2 separate regions of the Rattus norvegicus genome follow, and region 2 is linked to region 1. A link is a contact called in public Hi-C data. All regions are on one chromosome and are shown on one strand. Each heading gives the region's core, a stretch centred on a gene start, on an enhancer-like site or on the middle of the called end of the contact. The rest is flanking DNA. Distances are from core to core; before and after follow the strand shown.

The links. Hi-C and Micro-C count contacts between places; a contact is called where the count stands out from the background.
Region 2: a Hi-C map of frontal cortex shows a contact between it and region 1, with 1.8 times the contacts expected there. The contact joins the enhancer-like site here to the promoter of Klc1 in region 1. A contact is called at or near these places in 2 of 12 Hi-C or Micro-C datasets (frontal cortex and mammary epithelial cells).

The regions. Positions count from the first base shown.
Region 1 is chr6:136,641,443-136,648,273 of GRCr8, forward strand. It overlaps Klc1 (kinesin light chain 1), which reads left to right and starts at 3,172. Exons shown (of 15, transcript NM_001081974.1): 1 at 3,172-3,290.
Region 2 is chr6:136,680,454-136,687,284 of GRCr8, forward strand. It overlaps Xrcc3 (X-ray repair cross complementing 3), which reads right to left. Exons shown (of 8, transcript NM_001427420.1): 6 at 5,729-5,941; 7 at 5,586-5,620; 8 at 4,105-5,503. The coding sequence ends at 5,275. It also overlaps a transcript of Klc1 not described here. Among named protein-coding and RNA genes, the nearest start is that of Xrcc3, 11 kb to the right of the region's middle. Within about 2 kb of position 2,543, at least 9 of the 93 cell types and tissues checked have an H3K27ac peak or open chromatin away from gene starts, as enhancers often do.

The DNA.
Region 1 (6,831 bases), core at 1,922-4,421:
TGTAAGATGGGGGGCAATAGTGCTCTCTTCAGTGGCTGTGAGGGTCAAACAATCATCAGAGACAATATAGGGCGGGAGATGTAGTCCCTCATTTTGTAGCGTGCTTGCCTAGTATGCACAAAACATAAACCCAGCTCAGAATAAACTGGGTATGGTGGAGCCCCACCATTTGGGAGGTAGAAGAAGACGTTCATAAATTGAAGGTCATTTTATATATATATATATATATATATATATATATATATATACACATACACACACATATATGCATATATATACAAATATATATGCATATATATACAAATATATGCATATATATGACATCTATCTATATGTGACATTTACTTATCTATCTATCTCTCTCTATATGACATATATATGACAAGTGAGGATGTCTTCGTCTGCGATGTACTCAGCAAGGGAGGGTGCTGGTCTCAGAGACAGGTGAGGCTGACTGTAGATCCTCCTCCGCTTCACTCAGCCACCAGGCAGCTGTCCCGACAAATATGTGAGCAGCGGAACACAGTCTCCTTGCCTTTTGCCTTGGTCAGCCCCTCCCCTGTGGGGAGCAGCCTCAGCCATTAATGGCTCTAAGAACTGGCAGGAATCCTGAGAGTTATGACAGAAGTCAAGGACTCAAAGGGCTGAGTGTGCATTCTCTTCTTCCAGAAGATGTGAGGCAAAGAAAGAGAAGGGTCAGCTCGAGTCTCCTCCCTTACACTGGCCTCAGTGGCATACCCTGGTGCCCCGTGGCAGGTGCTAGGCCTGGCTGTGAGGACCGAGGATATGGAACAGCCCTGCTCGAGTGCCATCAGGTCAGGGGATAAGTGGTTGTGTACACTGACCACATGCACATTAGAGAAGGGACAGGCAGAAGCCTGGAGGAGGCCTTGGCCAGGCTGGCATGGCCATGGAAGGCTTGCTTTGAAGGAATGGCTCTACCTGAGTCTTGAAGTACCTGGGGACAAAGAACACTTGTTGTGGTGTAACCGCTTCCTGTGGGGAAAACATGGCTCTGTCTATGGTGGAGCGGAGATGACTATGGGTCATACAGAAGTCCTTGGCCCTGTGGGGCTGATGAAGGAAAAAGCAAGATGTTGCAGTGTTGGCTACATTCATGGGAAGGAGCTGTTAAACCACAGGAGTCCACTAATGGCTCCTTCCTGCCTTCCAGCTGTCCATGGTCCTGAGAGGTGCGGGAGGTTGGTTGACTGAGGGTGGGATTCCAGCAATGCCACTTTGATGAGCTGTCACCCGTGCTGGGTGGCCTTTGGGTGTATGCCATGCTTGTATGCCCATCCTTGTTTCTGTAAATAACCCTAATCTCATTGGCTCATCAAACTGGACTAGGGTGGAATTCTTTGCTCTGTTGATGTCCTATCTGGGGATGAACAGCTATTTATAAATCTTTCAAAGACTCACACTCATTTACGCACCTATGTGTGAGTGTGCCCATGTATGCAGGTGTCACAGAGGCCAGGTACACTGGAGCTGGAGTTACAGGCTATTGTGAGCAATCACCCGATGTGGCTGCTGTCCCCCGAAAGTTCAGCAAGCATTCTTACCTGTTAGCCATCTCTCCAGTCCCTGAAAAGATAGATGTCGCTTTATGTCTCCATAGGAAGTCACTAAGCATTCGAGGCAGGTGGACGTTGAATTGAGTGTGGCGGAGCAAACTGAAGGACAAGTGAGGGCAGCTAGGGACAGGACAAGGTGAAGTTAACACAACCAGGTCCTGTGGGCCTTTGTAGGTAGACGAAGCTAAGGAGGTTTACGCTCTGCTGAGAGTGATACATGGTTGCGGCAGGGGTTGATTAGCTTGGTCTTTTCTTCTCCCCCACACAAGAGGGATGCTCAGGGTTTTACTGGAGTGTTCTACGCTGACTCCATGGCCCTGTTTTCTCCTATAGTTTGGGTGTCTGCACACTTTTCTGACCTTGGAGTTTGGGTCGTGCATCCCCCCCTCCCCCCACTGCCTGTTTTGCTGTTTCAACAAGTCAGATTGTCTGAGTTTGTTTTTCCTGCTGGAATGGGAGCTGGCCAGTAGACATCATCTGCCACTTTATGCACCTGGGTCTTCCCGTGAGGACGTTGGGAACTTAATGGCTATCGTTGAAGGGGCAAAAGAACGAGATGATAAAGCTTGAACAAGCAGCGGCAGGGACAGACGAAACAAAAAAAGCCCTTCGCTGAAGAAATGTGCACCTACACAAGGCTCTGAGGGGCAGTGACTGACATGGGAAGGAAATGGGCTCCCGCTAAGCCTACTCTTTTCTTTCCAACAGCACCTGGGCGGGAGCTGTCACAAGCCTTGCTCAGATGTATGGCAGTGGCTGAAGAGCTGGTGCTACCCGACATCCAAGCAGCAGTGTGTGCTGGGGCAAATGAAGCCTGTAAAGACTGTTCAAAACAGTACAGACTGAACCCACAGCCTCTTCTTAGGCCAACTTGAGCTGCTACGCTGTCCACGGGAGTTGCCCCTTCATTAGCCAGCCTTGGTTTTTCTCTAGGAGGCCAAAGTAACTGCATCTGCTTGCTAAGACCAAAAGCACCTGCCTCCCTGATGTTGGTAGGTGTGACTGCCGGGTGGAGGACGGCAGCAGGTGCTGGGCAATACCATCAGAAGCGGGCAACGGTTCCCAAGGTGGGGAGGCTGTGGGCACTCGTAATCCCTACCCCTTAGCAATCCGACCGGGCCATTCTGGGAAAGGCACCTGGAAGGTTCCCAAGCCGGTGGCAGGCAAGCTCGGCCTTGCCACTGAGTCAGCGTACCCTCCGGCCCGCTGCTGAGTCAGGCCTGCAGCTGGGGTGCCAGGCGGCTATACGAGGCCCAGGAGCAACCTGAGCTGGCAAGCCTGCCCTTTGGGCCAGGCTGGAGGTCGAGAGCTGCGGTCAGGAGCGAGTCGCAGAGGGTGGGCCCTGGCCGCCTGGCATTTTTCCTCTCCTCCACGGGTGGAGGCGCGACCAGTAAGGCCTCCGGGTCTGAGGGGACCACACCCGGATCAGAGGCTGGTGAAGAACTCCGGACTGCGGACCCCAGCCTCAGTTTCCCCTGAGCCCCGCCCGGCGGCACGAGGGCGGGTGACGTCACGGCGCACAGCATTGTGGGGCGGGCGCGGCGCCGGCGACGCCATTTTCGGCGGCGGAGGGTGGCGCGAGGCTGCGGAGCGCGGGTCGGGGTGAGGATGCTGCGGGGCGGCTGCGGAGGCGTCGCTTGCTGCTGAGGCGGCTGGGCTCTGCGCGGCCTCGGCCCGTGACAGCGCGACGAGCGCGGCGCTTCCGATCGGACGGTGAGTGCACGGCCGGGTCCCCGCCCCGCCCCGGGCTCCGCGCGGCTTGTGCGCAATGCTCCAGCCGCGGCCGCGACCCTTTCCCGCCTGCATCCTCCAGGCTGAGGCTTCTGGACCTTTCCGTCCATCGCCGCATCTGCACCCGGTCCAGGCTGCGATTTTTGCTCCTCCACCCGGACCCAGACCCTTCCCCGACCTTCCTATCCCTGTCTGCACCCTGGGGTCCCCGCTCCGCCCGCGTTCCTCCATGCTCCGGTTTCTTGTCACCTCTGCCTGCGCGCCAGCGGTCTGCGGTCCTTGTCCTTTCTCAGCCTGTGCACATCCAGGCTGGGGCTTCTGTCCTTTCTCCGCCTGCGCCTTTCTAGGCTCCGGTCTCTTGTCACCTCTCTGCGCTCCTTCAGTCTGCGGTCCTTGTCCCTGTCTACCTGCGCTCCTGCTTTGGGTCCCTTCCCTGTCACGGCCTGCGCCCCTCCTGTCTGGGGTCTTTGTCGTCATCTCTCTGCCTGCAAATCCAGGCTGAAGCTCTTGTCCCTTCCCATCCAGTTCTGGGTCGGGTCCTGTCCCATCTCTGCCTGTGCCTCTCCGAGTTGAGGTCCTTGTCCCTTCTCTGTCCGTGACCGTATAGGTTCGGGGCTTAGTCCTCTCTGCCTGCACTCCAGGCCTCAGTCCCTGCCCCTTCCCTTCTCTTTCACTCCTCTCCCTTGTCCCTCAGGCTTCTGTCCCATCTGCGTTCAGGGCCCCGCCCTGACTCAGGCCTCTGGGCGGGGGGTTGGGGGGGCGGCCTTCCAGTGGCAGCTGTGGATTTAGGGACCCAAAGCCTCTCTGCTGAGTTTCCGAAGAGATAGTGGTGGTGGTAGTGTGTGTGTGTGTGTGTGTGTGTGTGTGTGTGTGTGTGTGTGTTGGGGTTCAGCCGACTGGCTTTGTCTCAGGCCTCTCCGCCCTTCTAGCCCCCACCTCTCCCCGGCACCGCCCTGGGTGGCGTGCTGTCATGCTGTGGTCGGTGGCCCGTGGCCAGCCAGTCTCTTTCTTTCAGTGACCGGGTGTGGAATCTCCTTGGTGACCTGAACGTGTCCAGCCTGGAGTGCTTTTCCTTGTTACATGTGGAGCCCCCTTCCTGTAAAAAAAAAAAAAAATTAAGGCGTTAATAAAGTAATATTAATGTGTGATGTAGTGGATGGCTTTATAACGAGGTTTGCAGTCTGTCCCCAGGTGTGTTGCCTTGGGATCGCCTCTGCCTGCTGCTGTTGTGTTGTTAAGCGGTGATTTGGTGTAGTTGCAGAACTGTCTTTAAAAAGCATGAGAGCAAGACATTTATACACAACTTAAATGGCTACGTGGTAGTTGCATTTTTTGATTCTTCGAGTTACTTAAATTCCAGGGCTCTTTATACAGTATGACTAAGCCTTAGATTGGAATTAACCTGCAATGCATTGCAATAGGACAGTGAGATCCCACCAGGAAACCAGTCCAACCTCCTCGAGTCTCCTAAGCACTCCACAGTTGGGGATCTTCGTCCACGGACTGCCTACAAGCCTCTGCTGTGGTAGGCAGTTCGACTTGCTGTTCTTTGCCTTAAGTGTTTGTAGGAATGCAATGATTCTATTTAAGATGTCAGAGCGTGTGGTGTGTGGGAGGGCGGGCCCCTTCCAGATCATTGAAGAATGCAGCATCGTGTTGCAGACCAGCCTAATGCCCTTGTGCTGGAACCAAGAGGGGTGGGACCTGGTGGTGACCTCTCTGTAGCACCAGTGTTGTAAAAGTGTGTGTAGCAGGGAGTGACAGTGCATGTCTACAACGTGAACACTCAGGAGGCTAAGGCGCTTGTGTGCGTGATTAGTGCAAGGCCAGTTACCACTACATAGCAAAATCTCAAAACAGAAATGAAAAACAAGAAAAGCATAGACTTGCGTGGAATCTGGACAGGGATTCTTCAAGTGCAAAGACTGAAGAGGCGAGGGCTACACATCTTAAATATTCTACAGCAAACTCCCAGGCTGAAGAGGGCACTCAGTGCTGGGTAGTAGCCTAGATCCGGAAGGTCCTGCTTTCTCAGTGCAAGAACAAACCAAAGGTTATCTGCAACTTAAATGTCGACATTAAAAAAGATTAATATGTTCTTGGGGCTAGAGAGATGCTCAGTTGTTAAGAATACTTCTTGTTCTTTCAGAGGGACCTGGGTTTGATTCTCAGCCCCCAGATACAATCAGCACATAATTGTCTTTAACTCCAGTTCCAGGTAATCTGAGACCCTCTTCTGACCTCTGTCCCACACATAAAAACCCTGCAGGTGTACACACTAATAATAACTCTTAAAAAAAAGAACATTTTTAAGTATTTTTTTTTTAGGTTGGAAAAAGTGAAAATCTCAAAAGGGCCATAAACAATCTCCAGGCATGATTGACTTAAAAGAACCAGAAAGGGAAGCCAGAAGAGACTTAGGTCTTAATGGAGTGTCTATCAGAAATCAGATTATGCAACAAGAAAATGACTGCCAAGCTGAGTAAGACAAGTCTTAGAGTATAGAGTAAAAATGTTTAAGGCCGGGCATGGTGGCACAGGCATTCTGGAGGGTGGGGCAGAAGGATTTGAGGCCATCTTGTGCTCCACAGAAGGAGTCTCCCTCAAACTAAGTGAAAAACAGAATAAAGATGTCTGACCTAAGAGTGTGGAAGTGTGGGCTGGAGGGAGCGTTGAGTGTGAAAGGCCACTGTGCAGCACTGTGCTCTTAGGGATCCTGGCTTGGATTCCAAAGGGCTCAGACCCAGCGTGAGTGGTGAGGAGGCTTCCTGGACATTCCAAGGCACGTGTGGATTGGCCATGTGTGATCTTGATGGGAGCAGACAAGACAAGGCCCCAGTGAGTTGTGGTTGAGGCCTGTCCCAGTGGGTGGAGCACGGGAGGGGAGGCAGGAAACCCTCCTGTGCCGGTAGGGGAGGTAGGGATGTGCTCCTGCTCTGTGATTGGAAGGAGGAAGGAGGTGAGGTGAGCCAGGCTGGCATTTAGAGCAGGTAGGGGTAGCGGTGTGGGTGGTGCTGGGCACAGGGTGAGCTAGTTAGGAAGTATCCACCTTAGTCTTGTGATCCTGTTAGGACGGTGGCTGGAGGTGCAGAGGAATGGCCGAGTGGGTGGGTCAGTGGGAGCTACAATGTAGTAATCTGGGGAGGGGCAGGAGGGCGAGGGCTGGGGGGACTCCAGCAATGTGTCAGGGTGAGCCTGTGCACACCATGGCCAGTGGACCAGGAGTCAGCTACTGAAGTTCTCGGTAGTGTCCTGCTCTGTCTCCCTGGCTGCTCTGGCTGGACTGAAGGGCAGCCAGGTGCCACTGGGCGGAGTTATCCTGCTGACCTTTCTTGGTAGAGCCCTCTACAGACAGTGCTGTGCTTTATTTATGATTAAAAGGTTTATGTGTATTAGTGTTGGTCTTCATGCGTGAGGGCATGTGCACTACATGTGTACCTGGTGCCTAAGGCAATCAGAAAAAGCATTGGGTCCCTTGGGTCTGACGTTACAAATGGTCATGAGCTGGGAACTGAACCTAGGT
Region 2 (6,831 bases), core at 1,293-3,792, 38 kb after region 1:
AGCTTGGACGTCCCTCTTCTCCCTCTCTTCCCTACGGCTTCTGTGCTAACAGCAGCAGCGCGTGGACACTGCTGATGCTGGAGCGGGGGTGGTGTCCCTTTGGTAGCCAGCCATGATGTGAAGTAGACATCACGTCGAGTGCAGCTGTTTCTCAGTGACTTGGGTCGAGTGCCGTCCAGTGTGTAAAGCTGAGGCATCTTCCTGACGCTATCCAGCTGACTCTCCATGTGTTTGCGCTGTCAGTGTCTAGAAGGATCCTAGGATTTGTCTTTCTCGGGTGTGCCCTGGAGGAGCCAGGCCTTCTGGCTCCTGTGAAAATAGCTACCCTGGTGGACAGGTCGAGGCTGATGCTTGGCTGAACACTTTGACCCTCGTAGTTTCCGATGACAAGGACCAAAGACAGTGCCACATAGGCCACTTTGCTGCTGTCATTTATGAGAAGAAAGGAGGCTAAGAGTCTAGTTTGTAGTTTTCCTCAGAGAGCTCAGTTGCTTCAATGGGTATGGTGTGAATCCAGGGCTTGGGAGGCAGAGGCAGGCAGAGCTCTGAGTTCAAGGCCAGCCTGCTCCACATAGTGAGACCGTGCCCAAAAACAAACCACCTGGGTGAGTGGAATCATAATTTACATGTGATTTCTTTTAGTAGTTTGCTGTAGAGAAAACCCTGTTCAGTCCTCCAACAGCGCGTGGCTAGGCTATGGTAAAGGTAGATTCAAGGCAGAGCTGGCCGTTTGCTGGAGTTTGTGTGTCTAGCATCTGCGACCTGTAGGCTGCATCCTGGCCTTTAGCCTGTCTCTGGCTTCTATGGCTGCCGGAGGTGTGCGCAGGTCACATTCAGAAGCACAGATGCTGCTTGGAAGACCCATCATGTGGGCTTCCGCCTGGAGCTGTAGGTGTGCACACCATCCTGGCTTTTGAAAGGAACAAGGGGAGGGGTTCGCTCTTTGCTTTGCTTTGTTTTTCTGAGGCAGGGTCTCACTGTGTGGCCCTGACCAGGCTGGTCTCCAACCTCATAGCTACCTCTGCCTCTGAGTCACTCCACACACCTGGCCCCAGTGTGACTTTCTAAGTAGAGGAATCGAAACTTCAGTCTGTCTTGCTAATAGTCAAATTGTTTCTCTTCTTATTAATTTACCATAAACTGTAAAACATACTTTAGTGAACCTGGAGTGTCTCCCTTGGGTGTAGGAAGCCCTTTGAGAGGTCAGACTCGCCTGACAGGCAGCAGGGTGCCCGGCCCTGGCTGAGCAGTCTCGGAAGGTAGCAGGACTGGCTGCATTAAGGACGGCTGCTGTAAACTGTGCTGAGATGGGGCGGGGGCCCCAGGCACTGAATCCAGGTAAAAAACAGGTGAGAAGGACCCACACCCCCAGCTGCATGGTCACTGACATTGCAGGAGCAGAGGTCACCTTAGCATGTTTCCTGTTTTGGTTGACAGTGTGCTGATGGGTTTGTCTCTGCGTGTTCATGACCCGTTGCAGTATGAAGTGCGTCAGTTCTCTGGGTGTTAATGCAGGTGGCATGGCCACAGAAGATGGCTTCCACATTAGGAGCCTGCCCTGCTTGTGTCCTAGCCTCCTGGGCCTGAGCACGCCCCACTGGATGGGCCTATATGTGGTATCTGCACACTGTGGGATCAGCGGCAGGTGGTGAGGTTGCAGTGTCACCACTGTCCTCACCGGAGCAGTGTCACAGCAGTGTCACTCTCTTCGTATGATTAAGATGTCTGTAACTGCTGCTCTTGGATACTTAGGCCATAGCCTCGTTTCCCTGTGCAGCCTGGCAGAGTGGGTTTTCTACTTTTCCTTCCTGTTAGATGTCTGGATTGGCACTGGGTGTGGCCATCAGCTCGATCCTAGAACCTGCCTGGTTGCTTGGCTGGAGGAGCACTGTGACTTACCGAGAAGGACGCTTCTCTGCCGGGACATAGAGCTCAGTCTGAGTGACGGACTCCCTGCTGGTCACACCCAATGAGGGCACAACTCCTTCAGTGGCCGATTCAACTAATAAAGTGTCAGCTGTCACCCTAGCCCCAGCAGAGGACATTTTAAGACAGCAGGTGTGTGCTGCAGGCACCTGGCACAGGAGTTGGTCTGTGGTGCTGGTGCACCGAGGCCTTTGCTCATTAAGTGCACACCCATGCACTGTGCTCTAGCACTGAGCTGGACTCTGAATCCCAATGTTTAGTATTTATATGTGCATATTTGGTGTCAGAGGCCACAGTGTTTGATGGTGATCTCCATATTGATTATAATATTTCCATTTGCTTTTTCACACAGGAACTTTGGTTCCTGGTCTGGCAGACTCAGAACTGAGGGCGGGGACTGAGCTGGATAGGATCCCGAGCACAGAACACTGGCAGTTCCTCAGCCTGCCCAGGAGGGAGCTTGTCCTCTCGGCTGGAGTGGGCTTTCTTTCCAGCATCTGAGAGGGCCTGGCAGCCGTAACCCAGGTTACCGCCGCTTGTCTATACCTGTGGCTGGGGGCTGCTTATGGCCAGAGCCGCAGCACTGTGGCCAGGGAGGCAGCCATGCTGCAGCTGGTGGCCTAGGCACGTGTGCATCAGCTGCTGCATGTGACTTCTGCCAGCCACGCTGTTATGACACCTAGATCTATTTAAAATTTAATGCTGTGAAAAAGCTATGAAGTAAGAATCAGAAGCTTAAAAATACTTCCTTCAGGGGAAGAGTTGACAGTGGCCTGTGTCTGTTGAGCCTCAAGTGTAGAGGGAAGAGATGGGGGAGCAGCACACAGGGGAGCTGCTGCTACTGTTAGTTTGTGTTGGTGGTGGGCACTGCAGTGCCTAGGGTCCCACTCTTCTGGTGTATGCTGACATACAGGAGCTTTTTCACGGTGTGTGTTGACAGTGTTTGGATCTATGTGGGGCGAGAACACGGGCTGGAAGCAGTGGACTTACAGGGCAGCAGGATGTGGCCTTTGGGTTGCAGGGACTGTCTCGGCCTAGCATCAGTCTCAGAAACTGCATGGTTCTCATAAAACACCAGGGCTTGGGCCGGTGTCTAAAATTAACTGATTGATCACAACCAGTTACAGATTTTCTTGGCATAACTTTAATCCCAGCACTCAGGAGGCAGAGGACGGTGGAATTCCAGGCCAGCCTGGGCTACAGAGCGAGTTCCAGGCCAGCCAGGGCTGCCAGAGAAAGCCTGTCTTAAGGTAGAGCACACGGTTCCGGCTGGGGAGATGGATGAACAGACAAAGCTCCTGTACCAGTGTGAGTTCCTCAGAACCCATGTGGGGCCTCCGGTGATCCAGGCCTGCCGGGCAGAGGCAGAATCCTGGAGCAAGTTGGCTGGCCTCACTAGCGGACACTGCTTCACAGGAGCAGCCTGGGGACTTGTATGTAGTCGGCACCGAGCAAGGTTCTGTTACACTTCATGTTCTCAGGAGGAAAGCGGGGCCTGGCTTTCACCATGGCCTTCGTGGTGAGGGACTCTCAGGAGTGAGATGTCGCCAACCTGCTGTGGTTACTGCTGGGAGGCTCTCGGGTGGTGGGCAATGGTGTTGGAAGAGTTCAGATAGGAATTTTCTGGAAAGCTTCTGGAGCTGTCACGTAGAAAGCCTTGTGTGCAATCATGGCTCCATGTGTGGATCAGGAGACCTCTGCATTCATTCTGTTCTCCTTTCCTCACGGTTCCAGAGAGTGAGCCCAGATTGCCACTGTGCTGCAAGTTCCTCTCCTCTCTGTTGTCTTGCTAGCACGAGAAAGTCAGTGTTCACAGGCTTATGTACTGAGTAGCTGCTACGTGTGTGCTTACGGCTCGTGTGGCTCATGGCTGTGAGCCTGGTCTCTGCCCTGTATCCGTCTGCACTTGGTCTGGAGCTGACTATACCTGAGACGCAGGTGAGCAGGAGTCCAGGCAGCCAGCTGCTGTGCTAAATGCAGATAAGGGCGGCAGGTGCTGAAAGATACTCTCCACTTAGCAGGTGGACTGATGCTGGGGTGGACCTTCAGGGCCCCTTGACCTGGCTGGTGGATCTAGGCCCTAGGAAACTTTGGGCATGTTTTCTAAGTGCGTCTGCCTAGGAACTGTCTTCTAATTTTCAATACTGTTTCTTTAGGAAAAAAAAATGGAAGTGTTGATACCTTGTTACAAAAATAGTTTTATTTCCCAATACAAAACCCTGAGAAGCTGTTTTATACAAACTCCACACGATCCCCTTATTTATGTCAGTATCCTCAGCCTCTCAGACCCAGGTGGGGCATTGCCTGCCGGAGACTTAGGGTTAGTGCAGAATTGCGGGGGCGGGGGGGGGGGAGTACCCCAGGGGCCTTTGGAAGGTTGATGAGCTCAGAAGAGGATGGGGCCACCCTGAAGATGTCATGGTATATACCATAAGTGGACTATTTTCGATATTTGAGTGGGGACAGTGACAGTGTATGACCTGGTTTGAGGAGTCACACACTGGTGAGTCTCCACCTGGCACATTTGCTGGTGGGAGCCTGTGCTACGTGGCAGGATCTTGAAGCACAGGGCTTTGTCACCACAGCCCTGTCTTCAGAGGTCACGTTCATTGGTGACTGTTGAGCCCCAAGTCCACAGGGTGTTGATTCTGAGTCCAGAGCAGATCTTACCAGGACGCTTGTCCGCCGCTGGCTGAGTGTGCACTCCATGCTGTCGGGTGCACTGTGGTGCCTTCAGCCTAGATGCACTGCCAAGCCAGAGTTGCTGGGCACACTAACCAGCCGCAGTGAGGACAGACCCTGTTGTAAGTTGCCCAAAGCTGCTTAGCCCAGGCAACTGAATCAGGTCAGCACCGTTTCCCTTCCTCAGAGTATTTTCTCCACTCTGCCCCCAAATGTTGTTGTATGTGTGTGTGGAGGGGCACGGTGGGGGGAGTACCTCACTGCAAGTCACGTTTGACCTGAGTGGTGTGTGTTACTGTGTGTGCATGCATGCATGTGTATGGATGTGTGTGTGCGTGTGTGTGTGTGTGTGTAGTGGGGGTTGGGGGGAATTAAGATCATCCTGCAGGAGAGGAGGCCCCACCAAGCTGCTGAAAGTCCCAGGCAGAGAGAAGAGCTAAGTCATTCTGGGGTCCCAGGGCTGCCAGAGCCCCTGTTGGTCGGACATCCTATGACAGGTAGTGTGAGGCCAAACCCCAAGGCTCAACAGTAGGTGAACCCCAGGGAGGAGAGAGCAGATACTGACTGACCGTCATTGGGAGCCAGTTCACCAGGTGCCATGGACTGACACAGGTTGTTGGAAGGATTCGTCAGAATCAGGGTCAGGCTAATGCACTGGCCCTACTGTTAGCAGGACTCAGTTCCTGCCATCCCTCTAACTCCTTCCCCACTGACTGTGTAGCAGCAGGAGGAGAGGGGGAGGTGGGGGGCGAAGAGTACTCGTAGAGTCCGAGCTGGGCTTCTGGGCAAGCCTGTGGTAACACTGTCCTCATGGATCCGGTCAACCATCAGTTGCATCAGGAGCTGGTTAGCCCAGGTGATGCCAAGGGCTGGAGAGAGGCGCTCCTCCCAAGCCCTGAGACACAAAATGGGTGTTGCTGCTTGTACACAGCCCACCCCACCCCAGTGTACAGCATGGCTGAGCTGTCCACACTCACCCTGCAGACTCCTGGTCCTCTACCATTTCTGTCACCTGGAAAAAGCAAGTGAGGGTTAGCCACCTCAGGTCCTCCCTTCTACCCAGGGCTTGCTTTCCCCATGTTCAGGGGCAGCCCTCTCCCTCCCCGCCAGCTGCACCTACCTGGTTGATGCACAGCACGGGGCTCCGGAAGGTGCTACTCAGCCTTTGAAGCGCGGCCCCCAGCGAGTGCAGGTGCTTCGCCCTGACCGCCGAGGCCTGGAGATGGAACTCACAACGAAATGGGGCTGCAATGGAGTCAACCACCACCAGGCGGGCCATGCCCCTTGACAGCAGAATGGGGACCCTCTTACTCACACACTCCATCAAGGTGTCCTGTGGGGACACACATTGTGGTCTACACCGGCTACACCTGGCCAGTGGCCTCCACAACTCCCTGACTGTAGCTTTTGACACTTACTGGCTGCCTCTTACCCTCCTGGGGTGAAGGCAGGCATACCTGGACTTTCACCCTGAGTCCACCACAGATACTGAGTCACCCAGCCTAGCCACAGATCCATGGCTGACACAGTCACCTCACTAGGCTGAAATCTAGAAAGCAGCTGCTTGGTCTCGCTTGAGTAGGATGTGTAGAATGTGTGTGTGTGCATGTGTGCCTTCCAGGTCTTTGTGGCGACGGGGCAGGCCAGACCTGCTGCTGCTGGATGGAGTGTTTGTGAGTCTCTTCTGCACAGAGCAGGTAGCACCCTCTGTAAAGGAGTCGGAACCCTGCACCATCCACATTTGCTACACCCTGGAGAAAATGCTAGCAGGGACAGACAAGGGATGGCACCAGGGGCATCTCTGTTGGCCACTCCAGGAGCCCTAGGCTTTCTTGGGGCCACTGTGCCCTGTTTGGCACTGGCCTTGGGTGACTTAAGATGTGGTTAAGTGGCCCAGGTGACAGCGTAGGCTTGTATGGGGAGGGTAGATGGCTGCTGTCAGAGGAAGGCCTTGCTAGTGGCCACGTGACCACACTTGAGGGGTGACAAGGCTTGAGGTTTCAGCCAGGTCTTCAGGCAGTTTTGGCTGGTCAAGCAGGTAGCCCAGCACTGACTCACTGGCAGCTCTGAGTCCAGCCAGGGGTGAAATTTAGTCTGTGCTTCTCCCTAGAGCACCCCCTTAGTCTGTGCTTCTCCCTAGGGCACCCGCAGAGCCTCTTTGTGTGGAAAACGACAGCAGCAGCCTAGAAGACGCTAGTACCAACGTGAGTGTCTGCACCTCCC